Regions from separate parts of the Mus musculus genome. Here all the other regions are linked to region 2. Evidence: chromatin contacts called from public promoter capture Hi-C data. All regions are on one chromosome and are shown on one strand. Each heading gives the region's core, a stretch centred on a gene start, on an enhancer-like site or on the middle of the called end of the contact. The rest is flanking DNA. Distances are from core to core; before and after follow the strand shown. Region 1 holds the start of Tomm6 (translocase of outer mitochondrial membrane 6). Region 2 holds the start of Aars2 (alanyl-tRNA synthetase 2, mitochondrial). Region 3 holds the start of Usp49 (ubiquitin specific peptidase 49). Region 4 holds the start of Mdfi (MyoD family inhibitor).

Region 1 (4,913 bases), core at 1,664-4,163, 2.2 Mb before region 2:
GAAAGACTCTTGGTTTAGAATCCAGGGGGTATTGACTAGAAAGTCCAGCTCTGCCACTAGCTGGTGGAAGTCATTCCCCTTAGCTTGAGTCTAATAACAGGTATAGTTAATATCTGTTCTGTGTACCACAAAGCTTACTTAGCTCAAGAGCAAATGGGAAAATGAACATGAACGGCATTGAAAATCAAGAATGGAATGCACAAATGTAGAAATATGATCGTTTAGCATTTATTGAGGCCCCACCGTGTACAGCCTAAAGGCTTAGACTTCACTAGGGGAGCCAAGGCAGCTATGAAGCAGAGAGAACACACAGACCTGAAAGCGATGCTGAGATCTAGTTTCATGGGAACAGGAGCCAAGCTATCTGGTGACTGTTCAAAGTGCTAAGGGGCCCCTATGTGGTGGCCATTTCCATGGGCCCCAGAATGAACAGAACGAATTGCGTTCTCTTCCCTTTTTTGAGCACATGTGCTGTTCTCTCCCAAGGCTCTACTTCTTTCTGACCTGGTATCTAAGCCTTACAGAGCTTTCTGGTCCTCCTGGTGTTCTACCCTGAGGTCTGGGTGCATGGGAACCTGTTTCAGCAGGAACGCTACTGTCTGGCCCTAGGGGAGGAGGAACTGGCCCAACTTCGACTCTTCTGTGCCCAGCGGAAGCAGAAATCCCTGGGACAGGGGGTGGCCCGTCTACTGCCTCCTAAGCTTGAAGGATACACCTGTAAGAAGGTAGGGAGTCTGCCTCCCTCCTCCATCCCTGAGCCTTCCCCTTCCTCTATCCTTTGCTCTCTTGCTTCTGAAGAAGGGTCTTGGGGGACTTTGGTGGAGAAGTGGTTTCAGGAGCAGTGATTTGGTAAATGTTAAAATGGAAGCCAGGTTTGGGGGGGTTGGTGGCCTTTCTTGGGGAGAGGGGCCTGCAAGCACATATGAGAACAGTCAGATTGGGGGTTGTGGTAGAAGAGCCATGAAAGGAGCTAAGAAGAGAAGCGTCAGATTCTGATCAGCTCAGTGTCGTGCCCCCCCCCCCCCCCCACCTGGCAGTGCAAGAAGCTACTGGATCCAGGGGAGTATGGAGTGTTCGCGGCCAGGGCTGGTGAGCAGAGCTGCTGGCACAGACCCTGCTTTGCTTGCCAGGCCTGTGGCCAGGGCCTCATAAACCTCATCTACTTCTACCACGAGGGGCACCTGTACTGTGGCCGTCATCATGCGGAGCTCTTACGACCTCGATGTCCAGCTTGTGACCAGGTAGAGTACCAAGAGGAGGCACTAGGGGAGTTCCCAGGAACACACAGGGACAAGGAACAGGCTGCAGGCTCATCAGAACTAGGAACCAGCCAGGGCCACCCCATTCCCTTTTGTTCTCTTGAGGTATGGGCCTGTGGGACCTGACCTGTTGCCTTTATTTATCTCTCTCTCTCTCTTCCCCAGTTCGAGCAGAGGTCCTTAAATTAGTTTGGACTCAGAACGTTTCTGGATCCTTGAGCAGGTGTTTATCTCATCACTATGTCAGATGATCAATGCTGTGCTTGCCCAATTCTAGAAGGATCTTAACATCAACATGAAAGGCCGTATTGAATCTTGGGATAGGAGTTAGGGAAGCTCTGGGGTCCAACTTCGGACTGGGCCACCTGCTACGTGGACGTTCCGGCCCAAAGCCAATCACCCTCTCTGAATCCAAAAGTCACAAAGTACTTCAAATCAGAACGCCTGTGGGCATAGCGTTAATGGGTATAAGGCGTGGTTATTGGATGAATGAAAGAATGGGTGAGTGAATGAATGAATGAATGAATGAATCGGTTTCCTTTCCCTCACCCAGCTGATCTTCTCCCAGCGCTGCACTGAAGCAGAGGGACAGCGCTGGCACGAGAACCACTTCTGCTGCCAGGACTGCGCAGGGCCCCTGGATGGGGGACGTTATGCCCTGCCGGGGGGTAGCCCATGCTGCCCCAGCTGCTTCTCAAAACGCTACAGAAGTGCGGGCTCTAGCTCAGTAGGAGTAGCGGAAGGACAAGCGTCTTTTGGTAAAGGAGGGGACGGTGCAGATCTTAAGGGGAGGGAGCGGCGGCTTGGGCTGAGCATAGAAGGGGGTAATTTCCCAGATCAGAACCCTTCGCCCCATGCCTACGCTGTCCTACCCGCTCCAGCAACACCCAGTCCTCCCACCGCAACCCCCAGACGCGAGCATTGGGGCCCGCAGCTCTCACCGCGCGTCCCTGGCCTGCGAGCTCCAAAGGCCTCTTGAACCCACCCGGCGGGGCTGCGGCGCCGGACTCGCTCCCAGGCGGGGGAGGCGGTCGCCCACTGGTGGACGGAGGCGGGGGGGCCCCTGGGGTAGACTGGCGGCAGCGGTGGCGCGCACGGCACAGCCTGGGGCGGGGCGGGAGGCTGCACGCAACCCTGGCCCGCCTCTTGCACAAGGACTTGGGGGCTCTGAGATGGGCATTTCTGATGGGTTTGGAACAGAGGAAGAAGGACCCGATCCAAGCGTCGGCTGGAACCGTGCCTCCTCGGATGACAAGATCACCTCCCGAGCTGCGCTTCTCTCTGCAGTTCCCACTCTCACCCTGGAAACCCTGAATGGGGCATCCAAACGGCAGGATAGAGACGGCCCACAGACACCCGGGAGTCCCATAGAGGACAGCCCCTGCCCCACCTGCTCCTCTTCCTCTGAGTCGGAACCCGAAGGCTTTTTCTTTGGCCAGCGCCTTCCAGAGCCCTGGAAGACCCCCGAAAACCTGCAAGCAGATGACAGAGACATCTCCAGGAAGCACTGCACCATTTGTTAGTGGCGCGGCCTGGAGATCAGGGTGGTGGGATTGGGGTGGGGTGGGGTGGGGGGACTTATGTAGCGAGATAACAAGGCTGTGCTGTGTAAAGACCGGACACAGAAGGCAGCCAGGCACGCGGGATAATCCCATTGGTACTGCACGCTCTCTGACCTGAAAGACACTTTCTTGGGAGCATCCCACTGCCCAGCGCCTACAGGGTGAGCTAACCCCTATCCGCAGAGGCTGGGCTAGCCTCACCGTCATCACCTTGCTTAAACTAACTGGGTTGTAGAGCAGCACTGGGAACCGACCCCCGTCCCTGGGAGGCGGGGCCGCGGGGCTCCGCCTCCGATCAGGCGTCCTGGCTCTACGAACTCCTGGAGGAGGTGGGGGCGGGCCTTCTCGCTCATTTCTTACGCTGATCGGCGGAAGTGCGGAGATCGGAAGTTGCGCAATCGGCTTGCGACGACCCGGTGCGACGCTCGGTTGGTACGTGCTTAGTGCTGGTATGGCTTCCAGCGGAGTGACGGTGAGCGCCGCCGGGTCGGCCAGCGAGGCCTCAGAGGTTCCAGACAACGTGGGAGACTGGCTCCGCGGTGTCTTCCGCTTCGCCACCGATCGAAACGACTTCCGGAGGTAACCAAGCCCGGGCCGTCTCTGGTCCTCATAAACTTAAACTTGTATTTCCTTACCTGGTGAGTCTGGCATGCATCCCCAGAGGTTTTATCGCTTTGAGAACCTTGTGGTCTCGTGGTGGCAAAAGACACCCTGTCACGTGGCTTTCAAGGAATGACGCTCCGGGCTACAGCGATAGTTCAGACGCCAAGCCTGAGGATTTGGGATCCATGGGACCCGCCGATCCATGAGACCCGCAGGGTACAAGAAGAGACCAACCCCTGCGGGTTGTACTGACCTCCACACGTGCGCTGTGTCGCGTGCACGCGCACGCACATACACAAATTAAAGAACGTCATATTTTTAAAGAAATCGCCCTAACCTAGAAGGCAGGGAAGGGGTGCCAACGCATAAGCAAATTTTAGCCCCCGCAGAGTACTAAGTTGGCCTTGGCTTGTGTTAGTAGATGCGAACGTAAAATTCTCATGTGCATATTAGGAGGACATACCCCTGTATCAGGTGTCAGTCAGCACCTCCAGAAGGTGGTGCTGAGAGGAAACTTGCCATAGTATGTCATTAGCTGCATGAGACTCTCGGACTGTAGGGTTAATGAAATGTATTCTTGACCCAGGAACTTGATCCTCAATTTGGGACTCTTTGCTGCGGGAGTCTGGCTGGCCAGGAACTTGAGTGACATTGATTTGATGGCCCCTCAGCCAGGGGTGTAGCCAGGTAAGACTTCACTTTCCCCTGCCTATTTCAGGAATCCTAAAAGATGAAGACAGCAGTATGTTCTGTCAGCTAGTCACAGAAGTAGGGAAGATTCTTGGGGTAAAGCCTTGCCCTTGTGTTTCTAGGTGAGAGCAGTTCTCCTGTGTTTCCCCGTTTCTGATGCTGTTATCTGCTTACAGAGAATGGAACTCCTGTGTATTCAGACTTTCCAAAGACAGCCTACTGTCTGTGACCACAAGATCCTACCTGAGTGGCAGCTGAAGTTGACTCCCTCTCCTTGCCTGAACCCCCCCCCACTGCCCCCCCATCCCCCAGTGTCGGCTGAGATGTTGCCTCTGCACGGTTCTGTGTGCAGTTCCCAACTTTCTGCAGAAGATGGTCCTTGCCCTTGTCCTGAAGAGTAGTAATGGTTCTTGAAAAAGATTTCAAATAAAGCCTGCACATAAAAGACAGGTATTTTATTCTTTTAATAAGAAACTTATTACAAAAACAAGGTGTAAAAAGTCCGCTTACAAAAATCAAATAAACATGACTTGTATTTCACACTCAAGAGACAGGCATGAGCCCCAAACATGATCTGCAGTGGAGATGAAATGGGAATGGGACCACCCACTTCCCAGGGATGCACACGTGCCGCAAAGCTGATTCTTGAGCAGTTCCTACTGCTGAGTCTTCCTGTAGGAAGAAGGTGGTGGTTGTCGTTTTAGTTTGCCAGGTGGGTTCTCCAGGGACCAGGGAGGCATTGTTGGGATAGAGTGAGACCTGGTGGCAGGAGTGGACAGTGATGTGTGGGTGGAGACAA
Region 2 (4,698 bases), core at 1,414-3,913:
GTGTCGTAGGTGGAACGTTTGCCTTGCAGGACGGCCACCAGCCTTTCCAGGCCCATTCCTGTGTCTACATGTCGCTGCGGCAGCAGCTGCAGGCTTCCATCTGCCTCTCTGGCCAGGAAAAGTGCGAAAGGTGAGGCCAACTGAGTCTGGCAGGTCTGAGGCAGGTGCTCGAGTTCAGCAGAAACCTGATAACCCACGGCGTGAGAGTAGCAGGGACCTGAGGGCAGATGGACCTAGACATGCCCGCTAAGACAGAGTCTTTGTCTTTAGAGAGACCTGCCAAGCAAGATACGCTAGAAGAAAACCATAGGAATCCCCAAGCTTAACTCCACTGTATGACAGGAGGCCAGAGAGCATCAGTAACTAACTAGTCCAGGCTGTCATGGACAAGGACGAAAATTAGATCAGTTTTTCTTTTTAAAAAACATTTAAATTAAGCCAACAACTAATGGTAGCCATGGCCACCATTACCTGTAGTGTTGCATGAAGACCAGATTCCAAAGCTCTACCAGCTGGGGGCTTCCCACGCCCCCAGCCAGGTCATAGTGGATCTCAGTACAAGGCCCACAAGGCCCAGTGTCTCCCATCTCCCAGAAGTTCTCTTGTGGTCCGAAGGAGAGCACACGGCTGGCAGGCACTCTGGGGGAGAGAGCCATATAAGTGGTGGGAGACTGGCATGTTCAGAAGCTGGCAACCTCTCCCTCCCTGCCTCCTGCTATGACAACCTCTCACCCAAGTCCAGCTCAGGAAGAAGGGTCCTAGGGCTGAGTGACATACAGGACGCTGGCACATACCGAACTCATGAGGGTTTGTACTGACTGTCTGCTTTCCACTCTTCCCATTGCCAGTGAGGGACAGAAGAAGGGGCCTGACTTACCCCAAGCTTAGCCAGATGTCTCTGGTCTCCAGGTCTGGGTCCAGTCCTGTCTGGGAGTCACCACTGAAGTAGGAGACCCACAACCTGTCCTCAGGGATCCCGTAGACTTGAGTCAGAAGTTCCCAGGCCATGCTACAAGCTTCCTCCTGTAGGCAAAACCACCACGGGGGGTGGAGAGATGTGACATTGGGGCCACCCAAGATCATGAGGCCAAGACAAAAACCATTCCCACTACCCACCCTAGTTTCAGATCAAGCCATGTCCATTTCTGCCTTGAGTTTTTCCTGTCCCCATTCTTACAAGCCTACCTTCTTTCCAGACCCAGATGAATTCTATCTTCTCCTTAAGCCTCTCAACCCACACACCCTGACCTGGGGACTTCATGTCCAATGACAATCTCAATACAGCTGCCTGGCTATCTGCTCAGCTAACTTTTAAATAGCCATTAAGCAGGAGACAACCCCTTCCTTCAATCAGCGAAGTGAGGCATATTCTTTCCTATTGGATGTCGTGTGTGTATGTGTGTGCCCGTGCCCGTGTATGTGTGGTGTACACACCTGTAACATGTGGACATGTGCTTGTGAAAGTCAAAGGACAACTATGGGTGACTGTACTTAGGAGCTAATTTTTGTTTAAAACAGGGTCTCTCATTAGCTTGGGACTTTGATGTTGGCCAGACTAGCTTGTCTGTGAACTTCTTCAGGGATCTGTTTCCATCTCCCATCTGGCCATTCCAGCATCATAGGCACACACCGTTAGCCCGCACTTTAAATTCGAGTTCTGGGGAATCCACAAGCACTTTACCAACCCAGTCATCTTTCTGTCTCCCCTATAACACACTGTGTTTAGCTCTTGGTCACAACATCCAGCACTCAGGGTTCAAAGACTTTAACTCTAGAGCTCCCTGGAAACTCACCTTAAAATATTCACCCCCGAAAGCCCAGTTGCCAAGCATCTCGAAAAACGTATGATGAGAGAGATCACGCCCCACATCCTCCAGGTCGTTATGGCGTCCTCCAGCCCTGACACACTTCTGGCTATTAACTACACGTCGGAAGCCTGCCATCTCACTTCGTGGATCCACTGTGCCCAGGAAGATGGGCTTGAACTAGAAGCACATAAAAGTCAGGAAGGGTAGAGAAGAGGTAAATGAACTTAAACAAGAGACTCTGCCTAGTAAAAAGTAGTAAAATTTACAGATAAGGGAAGTGGTTGGACAGAATCAAAGCTTCAAGAATATTACCAAGCACCTAGCAGGAGTGCAATAAATGTCTACTCAATGGATGAATTTTATTTATTTAAATAGTCTTCCACTCAGAGCCTGCCCCTCAGGACTTCACAGCTGCTATCCAGAGATAATAAACTTAATTTCTCCCCACAAGTTTCCAAGCTAATTCCCCAAGACCTAACCAGGCCCCCACCCCATTTTACCCAGCCTCTCTTCCACTCAGAGTTCCGCCCCTCACTTTTTTGGTCCAATCCTGAAGCGCTTTTCTCAGGCTGACTCCCGAGCTCCGCCCCCGATCGGTGTGGCCCCGCCCCTACCTGGTTCATGCCTGCATTGACGAAAAGCAGGCTGGGGTCGCCGCGCGGCCTCACGGTAGCGGAGGGCACGAGCCGGTGGCCGTGGCGATCTCGGAAGAAGCTCAGGAAGGCGTCCCGCACGGCCGCTCCGTGGGGTGGACCGGGCTCGGTTGAGAAAGGCTGCCATGGGCACGACCTCCCAATGGCTCGCCGCAGCTTACCGGCTGCGGCAGCCAACGCCACCGCCATCTTAGCTCCGGGCAACGGCTTCGCGGGGTCAAAGAGTGACGTTCGAAAGGACGCCTAGTGTTTCCTACAGCGGCCCCTGGCGGGTGGAAGACTTGGGGGGGGGGCAAGTCTCAGCTTCTAGTGAAAGTGTTTCCCCAAGAAGGGGACTTCTTCCCCTGGCGAGCGGCTCAGCATACCGTAACTTTGCATAGAGTAGGCCCTTAATTCATCCAGGATTGAACAGATAATTATAAAAAGATCATTACATGCTAGGCTGTATTTTGAACGTTAGTAGCAATATTAACACAATGCCTCTGCTTCCAAAATCTGTATTCTGGCAGTAATGGTTGTTGTGCTATTGATTTTGTGGAGTTGCAAAGGAACAGGTGTGGGTGCAATTCGGTGCGTGGACCGTGTGGTTTGTGCTGATCCAGGCTGAAGAGTGCCAAGGGATCGTGAGTATTCAAGAGGTGGTCAAGAACCCTGCGTAAGTGCCAGGCACTGCTCTAAGACCTTGCCAGGTCCTCTTCTGCCCTCGGTTTGCAGAGCCACTTTGTCCTTAGGGACTGAAGCAGGTTCTTTGGAGCAGGAGTCTGGTGGAGACACAGAAGCCAGACTGCATCTGCTCCATTATTAATTGCTTAATGACATTTGGTCTTTTAATTTGCTTGGGGATGAGAGAATCCAGGTCGACAGGTCAGGACAAAGCTGTTGGCTGAGAGCTGTGGCGATGGCTTTCCATGAGCCTCCCAGGGCCCTGAGGCTTTGAATTTTGCTGAGAGAAAAGAGATACCTGTCCTGGCAGGCCCAGTCCCCTTGACTTCCTTTCTATGGTAACAGACCTTGTGGGTGCAGCTAGACAGCTCAAGGACTTCTCATGATGACCTTGCTTGACCTTTAGTCTGGGAAAGTTAGCAGATCTAGGAAGAGAAAGGGATTTGCCAAGTTTAAGACCCAACAGAGCAGTGGTTCTCACCCTGTGGGTTGCAACCACATAGGGTTGCATATCATTCATTTACATTACGATTTGTAACAATAGCAAAATTACAGTTATGAAGTAGCAATGAAATAATTCTATGGTTAGGGGCCATCACAACATGAGGAACTGTTTTAAAGGGTTGAAGCATTAGGAAGGTTGAGAGCCACTGCACTAGAGGTTACAGAACTGAGGTCTTTGTGGTCAGAAGGACAGCCTTGGCCACCCAGGGGGCTCTTTTGGCCACCAGTCTTTGTGTGTTATTTGGGTCTTTTGAACTTTTGAAGCACAGCTTCTTTTCGGGGAATACATAGTCTATTTTGGACTTGAGTTTCTATAGCAATAGTGAATTCTGACAAGCCTGTATATCTATCCCGTGATCCTCTGCCTTCTCTTTTCCATGTAGGTTAAAGGTGTTGTTCTGCCTCTTTTGGTTTCCTCCAGGGTGTTTGGAACAGAAACCTGAAGCCAGATGGGGATTTTTGAGATTGGTGACCTTGAGAAAACACTGAAATTCTTTAACTAACTGCGATGAGCCCGTTTTCCCAGCTAGAGGAGAAGGAGATCCTCTGCCCTTGTGTTATAGTAGCGAATCTGTACTTTAGACTAACTCAAAAGCAGCACATAGTGGCTTTCACACTTACGCCCAGCACTTGGGAAGGAGAGGCAGGTGGCTCTCTGTGAATTTGAAGGCAGCCTGAACTACAGAGTGCAAGACAGCCAGGCCTACTCAGAGACCCTGTCAGGAAGAAGAAGAAGAAGGAGGAGGAGGAGGAGGAGGAGGAGGAGGAGAAGGAGAAGGAGAAGAAGAAGCAAAAGGACTGGGTACAGAAATGGCTGGGTTATATAGGGAAGGGTAGTTGGGGGAAGGGTAGCCCAGCCCCTGGGCTGGAGAAGTTTAGGATAGGGGGCAGGGGGCAGGATATGCTGGCCATATCCTGTAACAGATAGGGACTAAGGGATGCTGGGAGAACTTTGATCCATTAAATAGGCACCTTAGTTAGTTCTCTGTCCTGGATTGGAGAGCTAACAGTTGGGCTTTGCCTAGCATCTGTGAGGCCCTGCGTTCATCCACCAGAACTACATAAGCTGG
Region 3 (4,744 bases), core at 869-3,368, 2.1 Mb before region 2:
TCAGACATAGTCTCGTGTGACCCAGGTTGGCCTCAGACTCACTCATGTGGGCAAGGCTGACCTTTCTACCTTGGGAGTGCTAGGATAACAGGCATGCACCACCATGCAGTGCTTGGGAACCAAACCCAGGCCTTCATGAATGTTAGGCAAGCCCTCTACCACCTGAGCTCCACCCCCAGCCCCTAGACTAGGGGCTGTTGAGGTGGTCTTGCCTGCAGTGCTGAGGACCAACCTTGCACACCCTAGACAAAAGCTCCACCGCCAGCAACACTTGCAACCTCTTCAGGACATCAAGGGGAAACAGTAGCACTGTTTATCTGAATGTAGTTGTAGTTGTTCTCAAGGAAATAACCTTGAGAACAAGACTGGAGAGATGGCTCAGTTGGTAAGAGCCCTTGGCTGCTCTTCTCAGAAGACACACACTACATTCCTAGCACCCCCACACAGCTCACAAACGTCTGTCACTCTAGTTCCTGGGGAATCTGACTCCAGCTTCTGCAGTGCCCCTCTGCAGACACCAGGCATGCCTGTGGTATACAGACATACATGCAGGCAAAGCACCCATACACATAAAATTTAAAAACAATTCAAGAATAGTTTGTACCCCTGTCCCCCCAAAAGAAATTATACTTTACTTTTCACATTATTAAATATGAAGAAAATACTCATTAATTGTCTTAATTAAATATAATCACTTCAGAATGAAAAATCACTAAAGCACACTACCAATAAAGAATAAGTTTAAATTTGTCCCCAAATTCTCATCTTCCCTTTAATTTCCAAAATGGTCTTATAGTGCCAGAGAGATGGCTTATTGGGTAAAAGAGCTTGCTGCCAAGCCTGACTATCTGAGTTCAATCCTCGGTACATAAATGATGCGAAGAAAGAGCCAACTTCCACAAGTTGTCCTCTGACTTCCATAACTGCTCCACATACATACAAATAAATGTAATTATTTTCATTAAAAATGTGCCTTACAAATCAAAGGGTTCTAAAGAATATTAATATGCCCTTCCTATTCACAATCATACAATACAACAGGCAGAGGGACTGCAATCTTATCTTACAGAAGTTTTTTCATAAAAGGTACTCATAAAGCCATTATGCAATCTAAAAGATGAGTTCACAGCTCTAAAACTCTCCTCAGCTCTGCAGTCAACCTTTCTCCATCACTGTCTGAAGATCTGGGGAGAAATTACCCCATGAAAAATGTTCCACACAAAGCTGCAAGCAGCATACGAACTCAACGCCCTTAGAGCAGTGACTTCAGACTCCTGCTCAGTAAACTTCCCTGGTTAGTTATTTCTCTTTCTCTCTCTCTCTCTCTCTCTCTCTCTCTCTCTCTCTCTCTCTCTCTCTCTCCATATTCTTCAGTTGCTGAAAACAATTAGGCAGAAATCTGTCTGATTAATAAAAACCAAATGAACCATGTCTTTCTCTCCCCAACGGTGTACTCTTCAATGAGATGCCCTGGCCCTGGCCAGCGTCGTTAGCTCTAAAACAGCTCCTCCACCCACCCCAACTACCACATCCCACAGGCACATTGTAAATAAACACAATTCATTTACCCTTTAGCACAACATTAGTGAAACCAAGAGGTTTTCAGCACCCAAGGCTGCCAATTTTTCTATCCCACAAGAACAAAATCAAGTAAAAATGGGTCTCATCTTTTCAAAGTGGACATGAAAGTGGATTTTCAGGCGAAAGATGGAAACTGGATCCAAGACTCCTTGAAGAGAGAAAAAGGTTTCTGGAATTTCCTACTATTAGGGACAAAAGGACTCACAAATTCAATACACATTTCTCTTAACAAAGAACTCCTATGCTGCACCCCCATCTGGTCCCCCACTTCTCAGTCTTTTCCCCCTGTTTCTAGGTCCCCTTTCACTCACCATGGTTCCTTATCTTCTGCACCAAAGGCTCTCTACTTCAGATCCTTCACTACAGCGTTTGTGCCCTGCCCCTTCCAGACCTTCTGGGGCACTTCAGGGCAAAACATTCGTTTCCCACTCCTGTGCAGCCCACCCCAGTTCTATACCCACCAGGACTTCCCTAGCTTGCCTTAATCTCCTTTCTCTTTCCCCACTCCCCATTCCATCCTTTAATTCCCAGGGCCCATCTCCTCGGGTTGCCTTTCGGCCAATCTTTTGACTCCACTATCTTTACCTTGCTGAACCTCCTCGACAAGCAATTCTCCAGTTTCCCAGCTCACCATCATTCCTTCCACCCCGCTTCTAGCGTCCTTTCAGCGTTGTTTCTTTTTCTCCCAGAACTGTCCTATTAACGCCCAGCTCTCAGCTCGCTTCCCGTTAGCCCTTCCACTAACGTCCGATTCTTGATTCCACCTGGTTGTGATCCAGGTCTCCTGTCTCCCTCACTTTACAGAATTTACACCCCTCACCAGCTACTGACCCACACCTTGTCGATCCCACCCCAGCGGCTCCCAGCCCTTCAGCTCATCCCCAGCTCTGCACTAGTTCACACCCTTGTCACGTCTGGCTCTTAATCACTCTCCTCCACTCCCAACTACTACCCCGGCTCTGCTCCTTCCTTGTCTTCCACTTGCAACTCTTCTGGCCCTGGCCCAACACCTCCCACCTGCCAAGCCTTGCCTCTTCCAGACCCCTGCTCCTAGCCCTGACCCCGGATCCCTCTTCCCAGCCCCGGGCTTCCTAACCTCATCCCGGGGCCAGCCTGGGTTTCTTTCTCACTCCACTCTCCGGCTTCTAACCCTTTCTCTCCTAATCCTCTTCATCTCCTACTCAGCAAACCCTTCCGTCCCCGCCCCAGCCTGCCTTCCCCTCTCTCCCTTCAAACCTTTCACCTCACAACCCAGACGTCGCCCACCCCGCCAAAACGCAGCGTCCGCGCGCCGGGACTCGCGCCTTCGCTGTCGCCGCCCGCCGTCCCCGCCCCGGGCGCCCGGGGCCCGCCGGCGTCGCGGTCCCGCCCCCTGCCGCCGCTCCTCCCGCCCGCTAGGCGCACGCCGCCTTTGTCGCCCCTCACCGGGTGTGTGAGGGGATTTTTTTTTTTTTCCCTTTCCTTTAAAAGGGGAGGGCCGGCATGCCCGGGCCGCGTGTCCCCGCCTCCGAATATCTGCGCGAACTCCCAGCCACTGCGGCCCCTCACGCCCCCCGGGCCGCCCCCTCGGCCGCTCCGCCGGCCCTCCGCCCCCTTCCCAGCTCCCTCCCCTCTCTATTTACCGCCATCATCAGCACGCGCGAGCTGTCACCCGGGCGCAAGACGAGCAGGCGGACCACGCCCCTTATCGCCCATTGGCCCGCCTGTCAGAGCCCCGCCCCCAGGTCCCGCAATGCGCCAACGGCGCACCTTCCCGGCCGCGACCTGGGGCCCCGCGCCCTTTACGCAGGTTTGTGCCGTGGGCACCAAGTTTCGGGTCAGCGGCTGTGGCGGGCCGGTGTGAGAGGCTAAGACGCGGCGCGGCGCGGCGCGAGTCACCGGCAAAGTTTGGTTGAGGTACGGAAGAAGGTTTCTAGACAAAGAGGCTCTTAAAGGTACAGAGTCTACTGTCTGGCCCTCCTCCTTAAAGGGCCAGGCACTTTTCCGAGCGCCCCACCCCCACCCCTACGATCTGTAAAGGTAAAGGAATTTTGCATACCCTGCGGCTTACCTTCTGCACGTCTCGCTGCTCCAAAGAGGCCTTTCCCACTTCCGGGTATTTTTTTTTTTTTTTTGCGTTTTCTTTACGGTGTAGCAGCAGCCAGAGAACACACACATACACACAGTTACTCTTGGCGCCCTGACACACACACACACACACGTACGTGTGGACTTTTACCACGGATGACTCAGGCGGCATTCAGCTGTCTTATGAAATCCTCTTCGACGGGACGGAAAAAGGTTCATCGCTCCCCAAATGGGGACTGGGAAATAAATCAGACCTAGATGGCAGTAGCCCCAGGGACTTCCGAGAGGGATAAGGTCCATTTTGAAACAGAAAGACTCCCTTTGCAAGGTAGGCAAGCTTCCTGGGTACACTGGCCTGCCAGACCTTGCGGGGAAGGGTCCCTCCAAATAAGATATGTTACAACACCCAAGACAGCCTTAGGCGGCTGAAAACACTTTTGTTTTAAGAAAAACAATAAGAAATAAACGTGTATTATATGTTACAGTGGTTCAAGGATTTATGTCTGTAAATATGAAGGAAGCAAAAATTTGATTGTGGCACAGGAGGAGAACTCAAGTCCTGGGAGAGGACTGAGGCCCTGGGTTTAGTTCCTATGGTGGAGGGAACCCTGCAGTATAATTCAAGAAGTCTCCGGACTACAGATCCCTAATTAGAGCCACAACTTGGTGCCTCTCGTTGTTGTCCCATTTAACAGTTTTCTTTGGGAATTCTAAGTTGTGACTCCTTACAAAAGTGAATAAAAACCTTAAAAGGTGCCTTTCTCCTCTTGCCCAGCTCCCAGCTGCTTTCTTGGAGCAGGCAGTATCTTAGTGTTCTTTCCCTAACAAGGTGCTTTTCTGAGTGAGGAAGTTGTGCACTTCCAACAGCTAGAAGGAAAATCAACCCACCACCACATACTACATACTACATCTTTGGCTCTTGAAGTCTGTGCTGCCTGGAAAGTGCAAAGAATCTCAAGAGCCTTCCAGAGGGTCTCTGAGACCCAAAGTAGTATTAAAATAATATGGAAAATAAGCAGCCTTTGTTGTTTGACTGTCATTTGCACTGACAAGAAAAAAGACACATGGCTCAGTGGTTAAGAGCACTGACTGTTCT
Region 4 (4,706 bases), core at 892-3,391, 2.3 Mb before region 2:
AGCCTGATCTACATAGTGTGTTCCAGGCCAGCCATGGCAACATTGTGAGACCCTGTCTCAAAAATAATATAATGATAAGAAACAACTCGATGAAGCAAGGCATAGTGGTGCTCACCTGTAATCCCAGCATCTAGGGTGCTGTGGCCAGAGGGTCAGGAGGCTCAAGCCAGCTTGTTGACACAACGAGATTCTGTGTCACCTTGATCCCTCCTTACCAAAATGCTGCTTTTTTTTTCTTTTTCAAATACTAGGTACCATACCAAAAGGCTCATGGTGGGAAGATAGCTCAGTGGGAAGAGTGCTGGCCCAGCATACAGGAAACCTCATCTCTAGAGCCCCTCAAAGCAGATGTGGGGCCCAGTAATCAGAGCGCTTGGGAAGTAGGAGCAGCAGCTCATCACAGAGGACTTTGTGGCCACACTGGACTGCATGTTGTCCCAACAACAGGAAGTTCCCGCACCACAAGTACCCTTGTGATACTTGGTACAGTATCACAAATGCTGTTGTCTAGTTCTTCTGATTGCTGTGTCCTCAAAGGGGGCACATCTGTGTGACTAGCGTGCATGAGGTGAAGGTGTTTCTGCACACAGATGTAAAGGTAGACTTCTGACGGGGTAGGGGGGGTGGGGCGCTTTGACATCCTCCTGGACGACCTAGAAACAAAGAGGCTCAAGGATTGCGTTAGTCCCAGAGGCCCTGATCTGAAACAGAAAAACTTAAAAAGGCGGGGCGCTGAAGCTAAGGAGAGACTGGGGAGCTGCTTTTGAAGGCAGGTGAGGCCCGGCCTACCGGCTCAGGTAAGCCGGGAAGAATGCAGCAGCCGCCAAACCCTCCCGCGGGCGCGTCGCAGTGACTCAGCCGCTACCAGGAAGGAGGAGTGCTCCCAAACTCTGCGACGCCCCCAGACAGCAGCCTGACCTCCGAGGCTCTAGGGCGCCAAGTCTCCCGCAGCGAGCATCTAGACGTCCAGGGCGGGACTCCCTCCCGTCCCACTTTCCCCCCAGCGCAGCCACCCCTGCCTATCCCCGGAACGTGGCCGAGGGCGGTGAGAGAGCTGCGGGCGCCGTGGGGGCCACGCGGGTCCCGGCCCCGACGGCGCCCAGAAGACCTACAAGAGCTGTAAGTAGTGACTTCGAGGACTGGGAGGCGACCGAGGGGGAGCTCCATCTTTGGCGTCCCAGCTTTCCTCTCGGTTGTAACGCAGGCTGAGAGGAGGTGTCCTGGCGCCGCCGCCTCCCTAATTAGCTCTGGTGGTGTGGACCCAGACGCCGCCGGGCTTGGAGGCAGCTCAGGTCCAGTGTGAGTCCCAGAGGGACTTCTCACCTGAGAATCACCTCCACGGACCTGCCAAGCCCCACCTGGCTGCCTACAAGCTCCTGGGGTCACTCTGAGGGTCTCCGAGCCCCCCCCCCACTTTTTGGTGACAGTTCCTCCGCACAGCCAGAGCTTACCATACCAGCCGGATCAACAGACTGGCCTCTCCTCAATTCCTTCTACACTCACCCTCGTGTGAGAAAGTTGGAGTGACAGCCTGGTGATGGGCAGTCTGTCTAAAATGAATTCCCGTGTCCAACTGGCACTGGCGGGGATGGCGGGCCTTGGGGGTGTTTTTGGCTGCTATGGGACCAGGAGGCTGATGCGACACCAGCCCAGCTTCCCGGAGAGCCAGTTTCTGACGGACTGAGCCCCTAACTCCAGGCACCCAGCTCCGAAATGGAAATCCAGGACTTGAACAAAGGGCACCAAAAGAACTAGATTGCTCTGATCTTCGGGACAACGCGATTTGAGGGCTACTACTATTCAGACCATTGTCCCAGGATGATTGTGACTTCTTTCTTTTGATATTCTGGAAACTTTTACAAAGTTTAAGACCGAAGGAAAACATGCGGCCCCTTGTGCAAGCCGCGAGGTTCTCCCGGCCCTGGGTAGGCGGAGATCTGGGGAGACTGGAGATCCTGGCTCTGAGCGAGGGGAGGAAACCAGACGAGCTGGCTTCCTGTGGGGGCTCAGGCCTCGGACGCCCCGCGGACAGACGTGTCCTGCCCTGGCAGCAGCGAGTCCCGCACGGGGGAGGGGACGCCTGAGGGGGGCTGAGACAGCGAGGAGGGGGCGGGGACGGGGTGGGCCAGGGAAGAGGGGAGGAGCGAGGGGGCTGGAACGAGAGAAGGAAGAAGGAAGGGGCGATCGGTGGGTGCGAGCTGGCGCTGGAATGGGAGCCAAGAGCGAGTGAGCGGGGAGGGGGCGCGGGCGACACCCAGGTGTCGCATGGCGGGGTCCACGAGGTGACCTGCCTAGGCCAGCAGCGCGCAGCTTGCACGAGTATGCGCTAGGGCACCCACTCCGTTTCCCCACGCACACGCGAGGGAGGCCTGCCCCGCCCGCTGAGCGCTGTTTTCTCCAGGTCCCAGGCCGATGTCCCAGGTGAGCGGTCAGTGCCCTTCTCGCTGCGACGCGCCTCATGGAGTCCCCAGCGCTGCCCTGGACCCAGGTAGGAGCGGGAATGGAGATCGAAGGTTAGACCAGAGTGGTGTGGAGGCTGAGAGAAGTTTTGGGGGTGGGGTTGTTGGTCCTCTTGGAGACGTACAGGCGGATGGCTCCCAGGAGCTTGGGTGGGGGTGGGGATGGGAAGTCTCAGTATTGGGGACCAGGTCCAAGGGGATAAGAGGGGAGTAGAGGGCTAGGGTGAGGAGGCAGGGCCCGGAGCAGGCGGCCATGGCTGTGCAGAGTTGGCTCCAACTCCCCCTAGCCCCAGCTACACACACACACACACACACACACACACACACACACACACACTCCGTGATGTCTGCGATGTCTGCCCATAATATTGGGATTTGTGGCCGAACCATTTCTGCCCAGTGTGTAAATATTTATGAGGGCCTTAGGCGGGGTGTGTGGCAGGGAGGGGGGGGCAGTGTCTGAGTCTCTCTTCTTCCCTTCCCCCAAACTAAGCAGAATGTAGCTGGAGCGCTCTTTGAAAACTTTTGTCTCAGCAACTAGTGGTTAGGAACCTGGCCCCTTCTCTCCTTCTTGCTAGCTGAAATTCCCTCCCGTCAGTCCCTACCCTACCCTATATGGGACTCACGCTGGCACACACACACACACACACACACACACACACACACACAATCTACAACGTAGTAAAATGTCCCTTCCCCCACCTCAGAGGCTAAACTACCCTGATTGCCCCAGGAGCCTACAGACTAAGGAAGAGAGTGTGGTTCCCTGGGGGCACCTCTGCCAATTTAGCCTTCCAACCCCCGGCCCTCACAGTCTAGAGTTTCCTAGAGGCTCATATGGACATCCAGATTCGTTCAGAGTCAGAGTGGCCAGGGTGCAGAGGTGTAGGCCCAGGTTTCCTGACTTAAGCCCCTATTTGGGCTCAGTCAGAGGCCCTGCCTTCCTCCCACCAAAACCAACCTCTCCTTTCCCCAACACTGTCAGTAATGAAAACCCAAGGTCATCCTGGACCTCAAACTCCCATCATGGCCTTGGACACGTTCTTTCTCCTGCTCTAGGCCTGGGTCTCCACCCCCACCTCTCGCCCCTACCCTGAGCCTCCGCCACCCAAGTTTGTCTCTCTGTTTGGGGGATGGTCTTGGCTGCTTGTCTACCTGGCCTGGCCTCTCCCAACTGTAGAGGTGGAAAGTCTCCCAAAACTGAGTGATGCCTGGCCAGTGGAGTCTAATGTGTCTGTGTTCTGACTTCACCAGCCCTAAGACCCTGTTCTGGTAGAGCCTGTAGAGTCTTGATTCAAAACTTAGAATTCTAGGGATACCCTCCTCCAAGGGCCAGGCCCCTTTAGCTTGGAAGGACAGTGGGGAGCAGGGGGTTGGGAGGCCTTTGTGTCCTCTCTCTCTCTCTCTCTCTCTCTCTCTCTCTCTCTCTCTCTGCCTCCCTCTCCCCCACCCCCACGTTTCCATGCTTGTTTGCTTCCCTTATTCGTTTGTCTCTGCGCTCTCCCGTAATGTCTCCTTCCAAGATCCCCTCCCTCGTCTGACCTGCTCTCCACCCAGTGGCAAGGGAGGGGAGCGGAGTGTGCCCAGGACAGGCTGCCGAGTCCAGGGGGAGCTGCTGGGAAGGCTTAGTCCTGGGCTGTAATTTGAGGCCCCCAGAGTTCCAGCAAGCCCCCTCCCCAGCCTGAACTGGGCCAGACAATGCAGCTTTTATAACACTTGTCCTGTTCTGTTCTGCCTGCTACCCAGGAAGCCCAAACCGCAGGAGACTCAGCCAAAACCCCACAGACGCCTGCCTGACTTTGGAGACCAGAATCCCCCTTGCTCCCTGTGTGCCCACAGAACAGTTGGCCATGACACTGTCCCCTAGAGCAAAAGCTGCTGGCTCAATAGCCAGAGAGTGACATGGCCTCCTCTCTCAGGCATCCAAGTTACAGACAGGGCACAAGAGGACTCGGGGCAGCTCTGGTTAGGACAGGTGGCCAAGCACTGAGACTCTGACTCCCGCACTGGCCTCTACCTCACCCATTCCTGACACCCCAAGAGCCTGGCTCCCTAACCCGCAAGATTTCTGCCCAGCACTGGAAAGTTACATTTCTACCTATGGGTCTAAACTTAATTTCCTGGAAATTGAAGCCTTTGGACCTAAAACAACTGGATTGAGCCCAAGTGGCAGCTCAGACCCTCTCTAGTCCTCCACTCAGTGGCCTGGGTCTATGATTAGTGAATCCACACTTGTGACATGGACAT

The links. Promoter capture Hi-C pulls out the DNA fragments that hold promoters and counts their contacts.
Region 1: a promoter capture Hi-C map of liver shows a contact between it and region 2, with 5 times the contacts expected there. The contact joins the promoter of Tomm6 here to the promoter of Aars2 in region 2. A contact is called at or near these places in 6 of 39 promoter capture datasets (the C10 cell line, the SN4741 cell line, hematopoietic stem and progenitor cells and 2 more), 1 of 484 Hi-C or Micro-C datasets (B cells), 3 of 115 datasets of contacts at active chromatin or transcription factors (astrocytes, large pre-B cells and thymic regulatory T cells) and 3 of 9 other capture datasets (adipose tissue, liver and pancreatic islet).
Region 3: a contact with region 2 is called in a promoter capture Hi-C map of liver, with 4 times the contacts expected there. The contact joins the promoter of Usp49 here to the promoter of Aars2 in region 2. A contact is called at or near these places in 5 of 39 promoter capture datasets (the HPC-7 cell line, hippocampal neurons, liver and 1 more).
Region 4: a contact with region 2 is called in a promoter capture Hi-C map of liver, with 4 times the contacts expected there. The contact joins the promoter of Mdfi here to the promoter of Aars2 in region 2. A contact is called at or near these places in 2 of 39 promoter capture datasets (both in liver).

Annotation. Positions count from the first base shown.
Region 1 is chr17:47,686,386-47,691,298 of GRCm38.p6, reverse strand. It overlaps Tomm6 (translocase of outer mitochondrial membrane 6), which reads left to right and starts at 2,913. Exons shown (of 3, transcript NM_025365.3): 1 at 2,913-3,400; 2 at 4,011-4,111; 3 at 4,291-4,654. The coding sequence starts at 3,273. The coding sequence ends at 4,107. Prickle4 (prickle planar cell polarity protein 4) reads left to right here. Exons shown (of 7, transcript NM_001290337.1): 4 at 588-725; 5 at 1,038-1,241; 6 at 1,813-2,017; 7 at 2,460-2,825. The coding sequence ends at 2,782. It overlaps Tomm6os (translocase of outer mitochondrial membrane 6, opposite strand), which reads right to left and starts at 3,689. Exons shown (of 3, transcript NR_045945.1): 1 at 3,182-3,689; 2 at 2,650-2,731; 3 at 207-2,569. It overlaps Gm20517 (predicted gene 20517), which reads right to left. Exons shown (of 9, transcript NR_157366.1): 9 at 4,560-4,913. It also overlaps Usp49 and a transcript of Frs3 not described here.
Region 2 is chr17:45,504,806-45,509,503 of GRCm38.p6, reverse strand. It overlaps Aars2 (alanyl-tRNA synthetase 2, mitochondrial), which reads right to left and starts at 2,663. Exons shown (of 22, transcript NM_198608.2): 1 at 2,423-2,663; 2 at 1,794-1,985; 3 at 878-1,023; 4 at 472-639; 5 at 1-108. The coding sequence starts at 2,650.
Region 3 is chr17:47,628,064-47,632,807 of GRCm38.p6, reverse strand. It overlaps Usp49 (ubiquitin specific peptidase 49), which reads right to left and starts at 2,118. Exons shown (of 7, transcript NM_198421.2): 1 at 1,893-2,118. All of the region lies in intron 3 of Gm20517 (predicted gene 20517), which reads right to left.
Region 4 is chr17:47,830,726-47,835,431 of GRCm38.p6, reverse strand. It overlaps Mdfi (MyoD family inhibitor), which reads left to right and starts at 2,141. Exons shown (of 4, transcript NM_001276390.1): 1 at 2,141-2,488. The coding sequence starts at 2,413.